2 separate regions of the Macaca mulatta genome follow, and region 1 is linked to region 2. Evidence: chromatin contacts called from public Hi-C data. All regions are on one chromosome and are shown on one strand. Each heading gives the region's core, a stretch centred on a gene start, on an enhancer-like site or on the middle of the called end of the contact. The rest is flanking DNA. Distances are from core to core; before and after follow the strand shown. Region 1 overlaps RAPGEF1 (Rap guanine nucleotide exchange factor 1). Region 2 overlaps RAPGEF1 (Rap guanine nucleotide exchange factor 1).

Evidence for each region. A called contact is a pair of places that touch in the nucleus more often than the background predicts.
Region 1: a Hi-C map of blood shows a contact between it and region 2, with 4 times the contacts expected there. The contact joins two enhancer-like sites. A contact is called at or near these places in 3 of 14 Hi-C or Micro-C datasets (blood, fetal cortical plate and sperm).

What each region holds. Positions count from the first base shown.
Region 1 is chr15:15,908,982-15,915,572 of T2T-MMU8v2.0, forward strand. It overlaps RAPGEF1 (Rap guanine nucleotide exchange factor 1), which reads left to right. Exons shown (of 24, transcript XM_077967461.1): 14 at 620-695; 15 at 4,944-5,028. Among named protein-coding and RNA genes, the nearest start is that of UCK1, 70 kb to the right of the region's middle. Within about 2 kb of position 5,145, at least 2 of the 40 cell types and tissues checked have an H3K27ac peak or open chromatin away from gene starts, as enhancers often do.
Region 2 is chr15:15,775,050-15,781,201 of T2T-MMU8v2.0, forward strand. The region is part of intron 2 of RAPGEF1 (Rap guanine nucleotide exchange factor 1); the gene reads left to right. Among named protein-coding and RNA genes, the nearest start is that of RAPGEF1, 8.8 kb to the left of the region's middle. Within about 2 kb of position 4,757, at least 16 of the 40 cell types and tissues checked have an H3K27ac peak or open chromatin away from gene starts, as enhancers often do.

The DNA of each region.
Region 1 (6,591 bases), core at 3,895-6,394, 130 kb after region 2:
TTAACAGGCAGGTGTGGTGTGCAGCATCAGATGTCATTGAATATCTCTCTAATGCTTTGCTCTCCTCTAATGAAGGGCCCCATGGAAGAACCTGTGTCAATGCAAGTAACTTCTACCTCCACCTGGGGAGATGGATTTAGATTTAGGGCAGCTTGCTACAGTTTTGGGGAACATGAACATGCTTGGAAATAGTCCCCCTGCCTCCACAGGCATCCTGGGCTGCACTGGGAACTGTCTTGCCCCCGGGGGGATCCTACTTCACCTCTGACTTGTGGTTTGGTGAGCAGAGAAGGATGGATGGTGCTGTGTCCCCTGGCCCAAGTTGTGTGCTCAAAACAGTGACATGTCCTGGTGCCTTGGTGCCGGGGCAGCTCCCAGGCCATCCAGCTCCCAGACTCAGTCCAGTTTGTGGCTGTCACCAAGCACAAGGCGAGTCTGGAGGGCACCCCTGGCATTGCAGTGCAGTCACACTGCTCCTGGGCCGAGGCGCACAGGAGAGGGGACTTGGGGTCCCTGCGTTGCATTTTCTTTGTCACCTCATTCCTGCCTATTTCTTCCTAAACTGACTCTCTGAAGGGCGTACTCTACCTCATACCTTCCTTGGCTGTTTTCATTACAGGGTGATGACGGGCCGGATGTCCGCGGAGGATCTGGGGACATCTTATTGGTCCATGCTACTGAGACTGACAGGAAAGGTAGGGTGCCCTCTCTGCAGCGGCCTTTGTGTCAGCAAGCTCACTAGATTGGGGCTGATCCCGCCCCAGGTGCCACTCGGCCTCCCATCACTATCCTGTCCCCTTCTGGCAGCCAGCCCTGAGCAGGTCTGATGAGCAGTTCTGGGGCACCTGAGTCAGAGCAGGGAGAGCCCACCTTGGGAGACAAGTAGATCATGTTCAACTCCAGGGATGTGTGGCGTCTGTCCTCCACTGGTACAAGGTAATGACTCCAGGGTCCTTGAGGGGCTCAGCGCATAGCAGGTGCACCACAGACAGCGCCTTGAATGGTGGCGTGTCACCCAGTAGTACCACACTTAAGATAACATGCAGGTACCTTTTGATCCCTTTCCTGACTGCTGAGTCACTCTGTTATTCCAGACCATTAGACCAGACTTCACTCACATACTCCACGAGGACATTCTTGAAAGTTTGTTCCATCCAGGAACCTTCGATTCTGTAGCAGCGGCCTCAGTTTCACAGCACACAGCTGCCCCACCCCACCACGCATTCAGTGTGCTGATTGAGAGGGCTGGAAAAGCAGGGACCATCCCCTAATCCCTAAAATGCCCTGTTGGGTGGACTCTGCTAGCAAAAGAGCTGTCATTCCCAGTCATGTTCTGGAAAGGAGGTGCCAGTGACCTGGTGGGGTGCGGCCGCAGCCCCCTTCACTGCCTACCCTCAAGGGGCCAGCACCACCCGGCCAGCCCACCTCTCCACACGCTGCTTTGCTTTTTACATTGAAAAAAATGATTTAAAAGATGATGTCAGAGCAATGGTAAAGTAAACTGTGGAGGGAATGAAAACGCCCCCACCTTGAAATCCTAGCCCAGCCTGTTTCATTTCTTTTTTTTTTTTCTTTTTTTTTTTTTTTTTTTTTTTTTTGAGACAGAGTCTTGCTCTGTTGCCCAGGCTGGGGCGCAGTGGCGCATCTCGGCTCACTGCAAGCTCCGCCTCCCGGGTTCACACCATTCTCCTGTCTCAGCCTCCCGCTGTTTCATTTCTGTAAAGGACTCTGTCCCTGTGTTTCCTCAACACGTTTCCCAAAACATGTGACCTAGAATGACTCGGGGAATTTCTGAATTATGGAAGTAGTACTAAAAAATATTTACGTTGCAGAAAATTAGAGAAAAAGAAGAGATGGCTCCCACAAACTCACCGCAGCCACTGTTCCGCCCTCCCCTTCACTGTTCCCTCACCCTTTGTTTGTTCTGACCAGGGCAGGGCCCAGACCTGGCGATGCTGCATCCTAGCCCCAGCTGTGCCATGACAGGCTCCGAGGGCCCCTGGGCAGTCCCCAGACTCCACTTGTTGAAGGGGTGAACGGTGCCCATCGTTATGCGGATTACGTGAGGGAGTGTGAAACCTGCCCCCCACGTCAGTGGTGCAGGGGGGGTGATCAGCACCATCCTGAGCGCAGCCCTCACTTGGCTTCTCTGCAGTGAATCCCCTCCCTGCCTGACACAATGGGGCTCCATCCTCAGCCAGGCACAGGAGTGACTTTCATTTCCTTTTTGTCCACAGTGAGGGGCTGAAATGGGAGCTGGCTTCAGACCTCGGCTCCAAAGGGTGAACTCCACTGTCCTGTTGGGTACAGCCAGCTGTGGCCAAAGCTGGAGGGGGCCCCGAGACAGGACAGCCAAGAGGCTTCTGGCTTTTGCTAGCTGGACCTGCTGAGAGGAGGCTCTGTGCCGTTGGGAGCTTTGCCTGATGTTATTAGCAGGAGGGTTGGAGGCTCCCCAGAACCAAGGTTGTACCTAGGAAAGTATTACTGAGGCAGAAGCCATGGCTCCACTGGGAGGGTGAAGCACCTTGTGGCAGGTAACAAAGCAAGCTCCTTGGGCAGGTGCTTCCTGCAAGCCATAGACTGCACCAGCAGCACGAGCGGCTGGGAGCCCCATGGCTCAGCTGTGGACCCCAGCCTGCCGAGCAGCACTTGGCAGGGAGAGGCCACGTGGGGATGCTTTGTGGTTGTGCGGCTCTGCTCTCAGGTGTCAGGACCTGCGTGGGAGAAGGTCAGGTCAGCCTTGGCCTCAGGCCTCAGCTTAGATCCTGTCTATCCCTTGGCAACTGTGTGCCAGGCCTGTCACTTAGCCCCAGAGCTTCCAATTCCTTGGGAGGAAAATGAAGGACGGTTTTGGGGCCTTTTAGGGCTGTCACGAAGACCAGGTGAGCTAGGGTGCACAGAGTGCTCAGGGCCACACCGAGAGTCCTGTGATCACTAGAGGAGTGGCACGGCACTGCCCGTCCCAGAAGCCAGGTGCTGTCCCATCTGCCGTAATCCAGGGCACAGCAGAGGAGGGAGGGCTCTGAAATTGGGCAGACATGGGCGCAGACCCGGTGTGGTGGTGTGGCCTCGTGCCTGGGCTCCTCCTCCCTCGGTGGGGTAACAGGCCTCTCTGTCCTTGTGGGATTGCTCTGGGCACTGAAGGATGTGGCGTATGTTCAGAGCGTGGCCCAGTGCTCACCAGCGAGTCCCACGAAGTCGCCATGGCTACTGGCAATGATGCACCCGCAAAGGCCAGTTGACTTGGGCCCCTTCTTCTAGAAGCAGGTGTGGGTCTATGCTGGCCATCTCTGCTTCCTTCCTGAAGCACTCTTTGAACAAAAATCCAAGCTTGACAGTGAACTTGTTGGGTGTGGGGGCCCAGGAATGAGCCCGAGCACGGCGCACATGGGTCCTGCTGTGGTTCCCAGCCCGGAGCCTCCCTCACCTGCCGGCCCCACCCCATGCAGCCTCCAGTGTAAGAGCAGGCATGGGTTTTCCTCTCTTGTTTGATGCAGGAGGGGATGGAGCAAGGGTGGGGGCAGGAGCCAAGCCAGCACGGCTCAGCTGGAGACATTGGTTCCTCAAGGTTCCTCTACCCAGCAGCTCGGCAATGAGTGAGAAGGTGGGAGCAGGTGGTCTGTGCCCAGAGCACAAGATTTAAGCCGTGCATGTGTGCGCCCAGCCTCACAGTGAGGAGCACGGCTGCGGAGCCTCCTTGGGTCTCACACCTCAGCAGCCATGGGGGATGGCTGCAGGGAGTGAGTGTGGCCACCTGTTGGCTCAGGCAGTGTCCTACGTTTTAAAATTCCACTTTTTTCTGTAATACTAGAGACAGCACAGTTGAGAAGGTGTCACCACAGCAAATAAATAAGGCTGTTGCAATTCTGGGAAGTCTGGGAGTCCCTGGCTGGTACCAGCCTCCTCTTAGAGGAGGCAGGCGTGGAGAAGTGAAGGGTGGAGCTGCCAGCCCACATCTGCCCAGTGGCTGGCACCACGCCCCTCCTCGGTACCCGGCCCAGGCTGTGCCTCTTCAGCCTATCCCTTAGGACTCAAAACGTGAAATTTCCCCAGATTTTTGGGTTGGACCCTACCATCTAAAAGTACTGGCTGGGCACAGTGGCTCACACCTATAATCCCAGCACTTTGGGGAGGCCACTTGAGGCCAGGAGTTTGAGACTAGACTGGCCAACATGGTGAAACCTTGCCGCTACTAAAAATACAAAAATTGCCAGGTGTGGTGGTGCGTGCCTGTGGTCCCAGGTACTCGGGAAGCTTGAGGCAGGAGAATCACTTGAACCCAGGAGGCAGAGGTTGCAGTGAACCAAGATCGCACCACTGCACTCCAGCCTGGGCGGTAGAGTGAGACCCTGTCTCAAAAATAACAATAATAATAATAATAATAATAATTTAAAAATAAAAGTACTGCCTAAGATTTCGTTTCAGGATCCTGCTGACAAGTTTGAATTATTTCCTTTGTGCCCATGATGGCTAAGACCCTCTGAAGCATTAGACTCAGACAGGCAGAGCCTCTCAGAGTCTAATCCAGAGCTGGCTCCTACCTGGAACAGGCGTGCCTCCGGGTTTTGATGCCTAGGGCAGGCATCACTCATCAGCCTAAGTGCCCTCTTCCACTGGGACCAGAGCTGGCCTCAGCTCCCACAGCACGGTTCTCCAGGCAGCACCATCGTCAGTAGAAAGTGCCCATGAGATAAAACCCATTCCTGTTTTCCCTCTCTGATCTGCCATTTCCTTTGAGAGATGGACAGAGAGGACATGTGACTTCTCTGGGACATGCAGGCGGAGGCACCAGAGGGGGTTCCCAGGCCCTTGGCTCCCTCGCCCGTCCCACTCCCCCATGCCGTCTCCCCTGCCTCTCTCAGAGCAAGGACTCAGATCCACCGCAGCTCCCACCCTCAGCCCTCTGCACCCTGACAAGCAGCTTGTGTTGCTTTTCCCTCTAGATTTGGTGTTGTACTGCGAGGCCTTCCTGACCACCTACAGGACCTTCATCTCCCCAGAGGAGCTCATCAAGAAGCTGCAGTACAGATATCCTTTCCCGCCTGACCCACGGCCCCTGCGCCATGGGCATTTCAGAGAGAGAGGGGCCCTCTTGCCCCTCAGCCCTCGTGGGGGAAGCTGAGCAGCATGTTGGGTGGCAGTGTGATTGAAGTGGGGACACAGGAGCCCCACGGACTGAGGTTCCCACCTCTACCCTCCTGCATTCCAGCTTTGAGCTCGGGCAAGCTCCTCATCTCTTAAAGGGTCGAGTGAAATGATGTGAAGAGGCTGGAACGCAGTCTGGGAATGTGTGCCTGGTGGCAGTTGTGATCATTGGATGATTCTAAAGAAGAATTAGACATGCCGCGGACTGGGAGGGAGCGAGTGTGCCGGTCCTGCAGACGCCCCTGCAGAGACCCCCATGGTCGGCTCTGGCAGCTTCTCAGAGCTGAGCCCCAGGACATTGGGCACGATGGACACCAAGACCCAAATAGAAAGCTCAGGGGTCAGCACAGTCACCTCCCCCGCAGCGGACTCTGCGACTGCCACATCCACAACTGGAATGGGCTCCTGTCCCCAGATCTACCTCACGGGCCCACCCTCAGTAAATGTCACCCTCTGCAGTAGTGGCTGAGAAGGACCCCAGGGGCTTGGAAGGACCCACTTGTGTGACCCGTTGCTTCTTCAAGTCTGAACCTGCCCACCCTACGAGGCTGACCTGCAGCTGCTGCTCCAGGAGGGCAGGCTGGGTCGGCTGCTCCTCAGCCACCTCTTAGCACATAGCCCACGGCTGCCATCTGCTGGGCAGCTGCCACCACCTGGGGTAGGAAGTCCTGAGTCCACCAGCGCCCTCACCCCTTCCTGTATGCCCTGAGCCTTCACTGCTCCACTCGGGGTCTCCTGCAGACCTCCTGGCCTCGCGTTCTCCCCTCGTGGTGACCTTTAGAATTCCGAATCTATCAAGACACACGTGGACATCTTCCACTGGCGGAGTCTCGGGTCCCTGGCAAGTTCTGTCACTCAGAGCGCCTGTTCACAGGCCTGGCTCAGTGAATGGCTGTCACTCACACGTGTCGAGGGCTTGCTGGTCAGGCGAGATGTGCTTTACATGTGTGCTTTCACCTAGCTCTATGACCATTTTTTAATACGTGTGTGTGGGTGTGTGTAAAATTACTGTATTATACATGGGGCCACTGCTCTATAATTTCCTATTGTGTAATTGAGGAAACCGAGGCTCAGAGACATGAAGGACCTGACCCATGTGGCTGCTTGGTGGGAAAGCAGCCACACGCCACTTGCCCCCCTGCTGCCAGCGCCCAGGCTCTCCGCCTCTGCCTGGCTCAGCCATCATGGAAATGGTGCAGCATCAAGGTCTAGGCCTGATTGGCTGGCGACCCCTGTGCTATGGACCAAGCCATCGTCCCTGCTACGTTGCTCTGTCCTGAGCCCCATGACTTGGAAGGTCCAGGATCACTAGAGAGAGAGCAGGAGGGTATCGGAGAGGTCTGGAGAGTTGATGGCAAGCACAACAGCCGGGCAGGAAACCCTGACCGCAAAGCAGAGCCCAACCTCAGGGCATGAGCCAGAGCTGGTCGGGTGCTAGAAGGGCTG
Region 2 (6,152 bases), core at 3,507-6,006:
AACAGCCCAGGGGGTGAGAGCAGGGCTGAGTACCCCTCTTTTACTCCTGAGGGCAGCTAAGGCCCAGGGAAGTTTGGTTTCTTGCCCAAGGTCATGCCCTAGAGAAGTGGAATAGGGAACCAGCCCCCTTTCTTGCCTTTGCAGAGCACTTGTTAGCGCCTCCCTGGTTGCTGGGGAGACAGTAGCTTTCTGTCTTAATTCTTCTTCAGGCTTCTCAATCTCTTTTCTGATGTTTGAAAAAAAAGATCTACCGGTGAAATTAAGGGAGGGCCACTACAGTCTTTAGGCTGCGTCTGATACTCATGATACTAGTCACATTAACAATGCTGTAGAGAGATAAGAAATAACACTAACACCAGCTAAATGTGTTTTTAGAAAAAATCAACCACAGCAACCCCAAATGTTTCCTGGTCTCTAGAGCAGCTGTTGGCAGAGGCGGTTTGAATGGGATTCCTTGTAGCCAAGAGACCTTGTAGGAGGTCTGTAGAGATGAGTCATGTGTGAGCTTGCAGAAAAATATCTCCCAAAGTAGCCCGGATCGGAGATTGCCTTGAGTGCCAGGCTGGGTCTTACCTCAGGCCAGCTGAGCGTGTTCCCTGTGGCCAGGATAAGATCACGCTCTGGAAAGAGGACAGGCCTGACAACCCGCCGCCTGCCCCACCCCGCGGCCGCCTCGCCGCCGGGACAGGTGTTCCTCTGAGCCGTCACCCGTCTTGCCCCAAAGGCTGTTTTATGAGTAAATAAATAAAACCCACCGTTTGTGAATTATTAAGGGATCTGTCATCCAGCAGGCCAGTCATCTTAGTTTCTGGTCATCTGTTTGAGAACGTCTGAGTTGTGTCCTTGGGTGATTCGTACCCTTTCCTGGGGCTTATTTTCCTCATCAGTGCCAGGAAGGAGTGGGACTCAAAAGGAATGCTCCTCTGTTTGTGTTTTTAAGCTGCAGCCTGCCCCCCCCCCGACTTTTTTTTTTTTTTTAATTTTGAGTTCTGGAATACATGTGCTGAACGTGCAGGTTTGTTACAGAGGTATACATGTGCCATGGTGGTTTGCTGCACCCATCAACCCATCATCTAGGTTTTAAGCCCCGCATGCGTGACTGCAGGCCCTTTTTTATACATAAGAAGACCATTAGGTAACCACTAATGGGGAAGCCTCTTTGAATGCCGTCCTTCCTGCTTAGCCGTGGCCGAGGCTCCTCCTTGGACCCTCCGCCCTAAACACAATGTGAAAACCCACTTCCTGCATGTTCTCACAGCCTCCCCTACCAAAATCAACTTCCTCTGGGCTCTTTGTGCCTTCTCTTCCTCTAACAGGTACTAAATTCCATGGAAATGCCCCAGATCAGTGCTTGAGTAGAATGATGTTTAACTCATTCAAAATCAAAGCCCCAGTTTCCTTTCTGCAAGTTAAAAATCAACAAGTGAAACGTTAAAGAGATCATTAGCTGCGTGAGGGAGTGTGCCTGTCTACCGCTGTGGTGCCATCACGGGGCCTCGAACGCAATGGGTGCTCAATAAATAGTTACTAAAAGAATGAGTGGATTTCGTTAATGTTATCATGGAATGAATTTCAGTTTCTGGTTCCAAGTCTCAAATTATCTTTAGATGTAGCTTATTCTGGTTTTAAATAGCCAATAAGGATGTTTCTTGGTACATTAATAGGACCAATATCTGATGAGTGGTGTGCAATTAGTTGGGGGTTCTGTGTTAACCATACACCTTGGTCAGTGTTTTCCTGTAGTCCTCTGAACATTAATGATGAAGTTAGGATCAAATTCCCAGAACACTGTTGGGAGAATGCCAGGACACCGTGAAGGCTGAGCCGCCACTCGGCTCTGACGCTGCATCTGTCAGTCAGTGCATGTTCTTTGAGCTTCCACTTGTAGTGACTGCCTGGTTCTTTGGGATACTCAGGAGCAAAGCACTTGTAGGCAATGCTCATTCTGCCCTGTATTTACAAACCAAGGCCTGTGCCAGCTCTGCTCAGCCTGACACCCATAGTGAGCACCGTCCCAGGAATCCCTGTCCCTACTTGTTATTTATTTATTTTTTTCAGTTGGCCTTTCAACGTGATTTAGGACTAGCTTTCTGCAGCATTACTGTCTTTTGCCAGGATAACTGTGTGGTGTGTGCTGTCTAGGGCTGGGGTGCAGGCTGTTGGTGTGCCTCTGGCTCCGCCTTCCTTCTTTGTCAAGGGGCATGGGCAGTCTTTCTTGCTACTTCCCCTTCTTCCGTGAGGTACAGGGGAGAGGCTCACCTGAGTGTATTAGAACTCTGCTGTCTGCTGGTCACAATTCCTCTTTGTCCCACTTTCTTCTTCCATTCGTAGTTTGAAAGACAGGTGGCAGTTCTCTGAACCCACGTCCCACCCACCCTGCCGTCTGGACTGCTGCTTCCTGGAACACCATGACTCCTGTCACAGCTTAGACCTCTGTCCCCATCAGTCCCTTAGCAGCAGGCTTTCTCTTTGCTTTTCACTGGCTTGCCGGAACCACATAGTGACTTTACTGCATATTAAGTTTTGTGATCAGGCAATTCTGCAGTGCTTTTAAAGCATAGAAATGGAGCACTGAGCACAGGATGCTGTGTGGGTTTGCCCAGGGCTGGGTTCAGAGGGCCGGATTTCAGGCATTTGCTCTATAGCTTTTTAAAATTTGTGCCATTGGTGTGGACCTGGCAGATGCGATTCCCAGCCACACACTGTATTGTTAAAGACGGAGCAGGAGTGTGACGCTGGCAGTAATTGAGAGAAGGAAAGACACGGAATGAGAAGAGAGGACAGCTGACAGCCAGTGGAATGTGACCGTGTTAAATAGCCACTTAGCTGACCCCAAATGAGCAAACAAACAAAACCCCTGGTTGGAAACAGTGGTTGTGTTTATTTGCTGGTTATCATGTGCTCCCATCCTCCTTCAAGTGATGGTTCTGAATAAATAGATGGATGATTGTTCGTGAGTCATGGAATTGGCTACTCTCAACCCCTCCTTTCAATAATAAATACAAATAATAGTAGTAGCTGATGTTCATTAGGCACTTACCACGTGCTGTGCCAGGCTCGCTTCTGTGTGTTTTACACTTGTGGTTGCATTTAATCCTTTCAATAGGAGAAAGGTACTGTTAACTGTTCTCATTCTGCAGAGGAGGAAACTAAGACACGGAGCTTAGTCTTTGAGATCTGAAAGAGTTAAAATTTACACATAGTCATATACTGAGTTGGGGCAAAGTTAGGACTAAAGCCCATCAGACTATTCCCCATGCATCTGTATTTTCATTGATTCTGATATCATTCTCTTGGCTTTGTGACGTGGGTGAAAATGAGCCTTCGCGTTTCCAGGGACCCCTCTGCCACAGAGGCAGCTGCTGCGCTAACAGGATACCCCGTCATCCTGAGGGTTCCTTTGAAAGATAGCTCTCCTTCTGGCTGTCCTGCTGCAGCTCACAGGGGACCGCGGAAGCCTTGCTTCTGGCTGGGTGACGGTGGGCAAATTGCTTCATCTCTCTGAGCCTCAGCTGCCTTTGTTGTAATTTGGTAGGGTAGATAAACCCACCCCAGAGCCCTTTCTAATGCTGGTTCTTCTTCTTCTTCTTCTTCTTCTTTTTTTTTTTTTTTTTTGAGATGGAGTCTCTCTCTGCTGTCACCCAGGCTGGAGGGCAATGGGGTGATCTCGGCTCACTGCAACCTCCCCCTCCCAGGTTCAAGCAATTCTCCTGCCTCAGCCTCCCAAGTAGCTGGGATTTGAGGCACCCGCCACCATGCCCGGCTAATTTTTGTATTTTTAATAGAGATGAGGTTTCACCATGTTGGTCAGGCTGGTCTCTCTGGCCAGGCTGGTCTCGAACTACTGACCTCATGATCCGCCTACCTCAGCCTCCCAAAGTGCTGGGATTACAGGCATGAGCCACCGCGCCCGGCCCTAAGGCTGGTTCTTTGTGAGTCTCGACTGCAGTATGTGGACTTACTGAGGGTTGTTTTGTTGATGGTTTTTAATGGTAGTAAATGTTGGACAGCACTTAACTAATCATCAAAATAGGTTTTGAAACATTTTGTACAGATTAGTTTCTTTGTTGTTTTGGGCTTTGTTAATTTTGTTAGTTAGTTTGTTTGTTTGTTTTTTTTTTTTTTTGAAACGGAGTCTTGCTCTGTCACCCAGGCTGGAGTGCAGTGGCGCAATCTTGGCTCACTGCAAGCTCCGCCTCCTGGGTTCATGCCATTCTCCTGCCTCAGCCTCCTGAGTAGCTGGGACTATAGGCACCTGTCACCACGCCTGGCTAATTTTTTTGTGTTTTTAGTAGAGACCGGGTTTCACCGTGTTAGCCAGGATGGGCTCGATCTCCTGACCTCATGATCCGCCCACCTCGGCCTCCCAAAGTGCTGGGATTACAAGCGTGAGCCACCGCGCCCGGCCAATTTGTTTCTTATCGTAAGGTATTGCAGTTGCACAAGAATTTTTCCCGGATGAGGACGATGGCAGCTCACATTTATTATTTCCTGTGTTCCAGGAATGATCCTAGGAGCTTTACCTTCAGATATGTGTGTGATTTAATTAATTCTGTCCTTATAAAGAGTCAGCAATGGCAGGTATTGTGCCAATTTGACAGTTGAGGAAAGGGAGGCAGCAAGAGGGAAGTGACTTGCCAGGGTTGGGTTGTGTATTGCTGAGAACTGGAGTTTCAGTTCTCTCCCCTTCCTGGGGTCTAGGACTGACTTGACGGCACCACCACTGCCTTGGGTTAGAATGTACTCTGGGGTTCCCCCTGGGGCTTTCCAGCTCTCTGTAGGACTGTTAAGGTGGCACCACATCTGCCTACAGATTTATGAAGAAGCCCCTGGTTTCTCCATTATTGAAGTGGCTTAAAAAGTACATTTGCTGAAAATATTGCATGAGAATCTGCTTTGGAGAAACCTCTCACAGATGGCACAACAGTGGGAAGTGGCCCTTATGAGTTAAAGTAGTTCCGTCCATCCGCCCACCCAACGCTGGCTGTCACTGAGTGTGGAGCAGCCTGCCAGGGAGGAGAGGGTACTGAGAAGGCTGAGGCGTCAGTGCCCTTGGGGAACTGACAATCAGCCACCACCTGTGTTGTGCACAGGAGACTTTTGATGTTAACTCTCACACCCTCAACCATGTTACAGGCAGCATGAGCCTGAGCTGAGAGTTGGGAGACCTGCCTCATGGCCTCTGGGTCTGCACCGAGGTACCGGATCAGTGCCCTTCCCCAACCCTGTCTCTCCATCTGTGCGGTGAGCCGGTGCAGAGCAGTGACTTGAGAGCATGTGCTTCAGGTCCTCCAGCTATGGCTTTAGATACCAGCCCTCCTGTGTCATTGTTGTGGGATCTTGGGCATGTCACTCTGTCTTGTCAAAGCCTCAGTTACTTATCTGTAAAATGGAGAAAATCCTAACAGTACCTGCCTTATGGCATGGAGGGAGAATGAAATGAGATGATGTGCGTAAAGCGTTTAATCAGAGTCTGGACACATGAGAAGTGCTCGATAAACCTTAGCGTTTGTTCTTACGTCAGGTGGCCTTCTCCTCTAAAGTGATCATTTCTTTAACAATGGTAATCTGGTAACTAAAATTCAAACCTCAGTACTCACAGAGAAGGGGAGGTCCCTGGCTGTTGAGGTATTTCCTTTTAGGCTGGTTTGTTCTTTCTCTTTCTCTCTCTAAGAAAGCTGAAGTCCAGGGAGGAGGTTTCTCCAATTAAGTAATAAACTTTTGAAGTGATCACTTGAAGTGATCACTCATAGGACGAGTAGAGGGCAGTTCATTTCAGCTACACGTGTCCCAGTGCATGCAGGCAGAGCATGAGGCCCTGATTTTCATTTGAGTCTCTCTGGAAGGAATGGGCCTGTGCTTGCAGGCTGTGGTATATGTCAGAGCCACAGCGGGGCTGATACACCAACAGGTATATTTTTTGCCCTGTCTCAAGAGACACCTCCCCAGTTTCTCCTTGCGGAGTGACTCTCAGGGATTAATTAAATTGTCTTTGTTCAGCTCTGGAGGTGAAATGATCACAGAGTGTTGCGTTTGTGACAGTTAAAAACCACAAGACATTCAGGGTCCTCGTGTACCAAGTAACGTACAAATTGCATTGAGCACTGCAAGAAGGGGGATTTCATACCCTTTGTTTTTCTTTCTTGATTAAT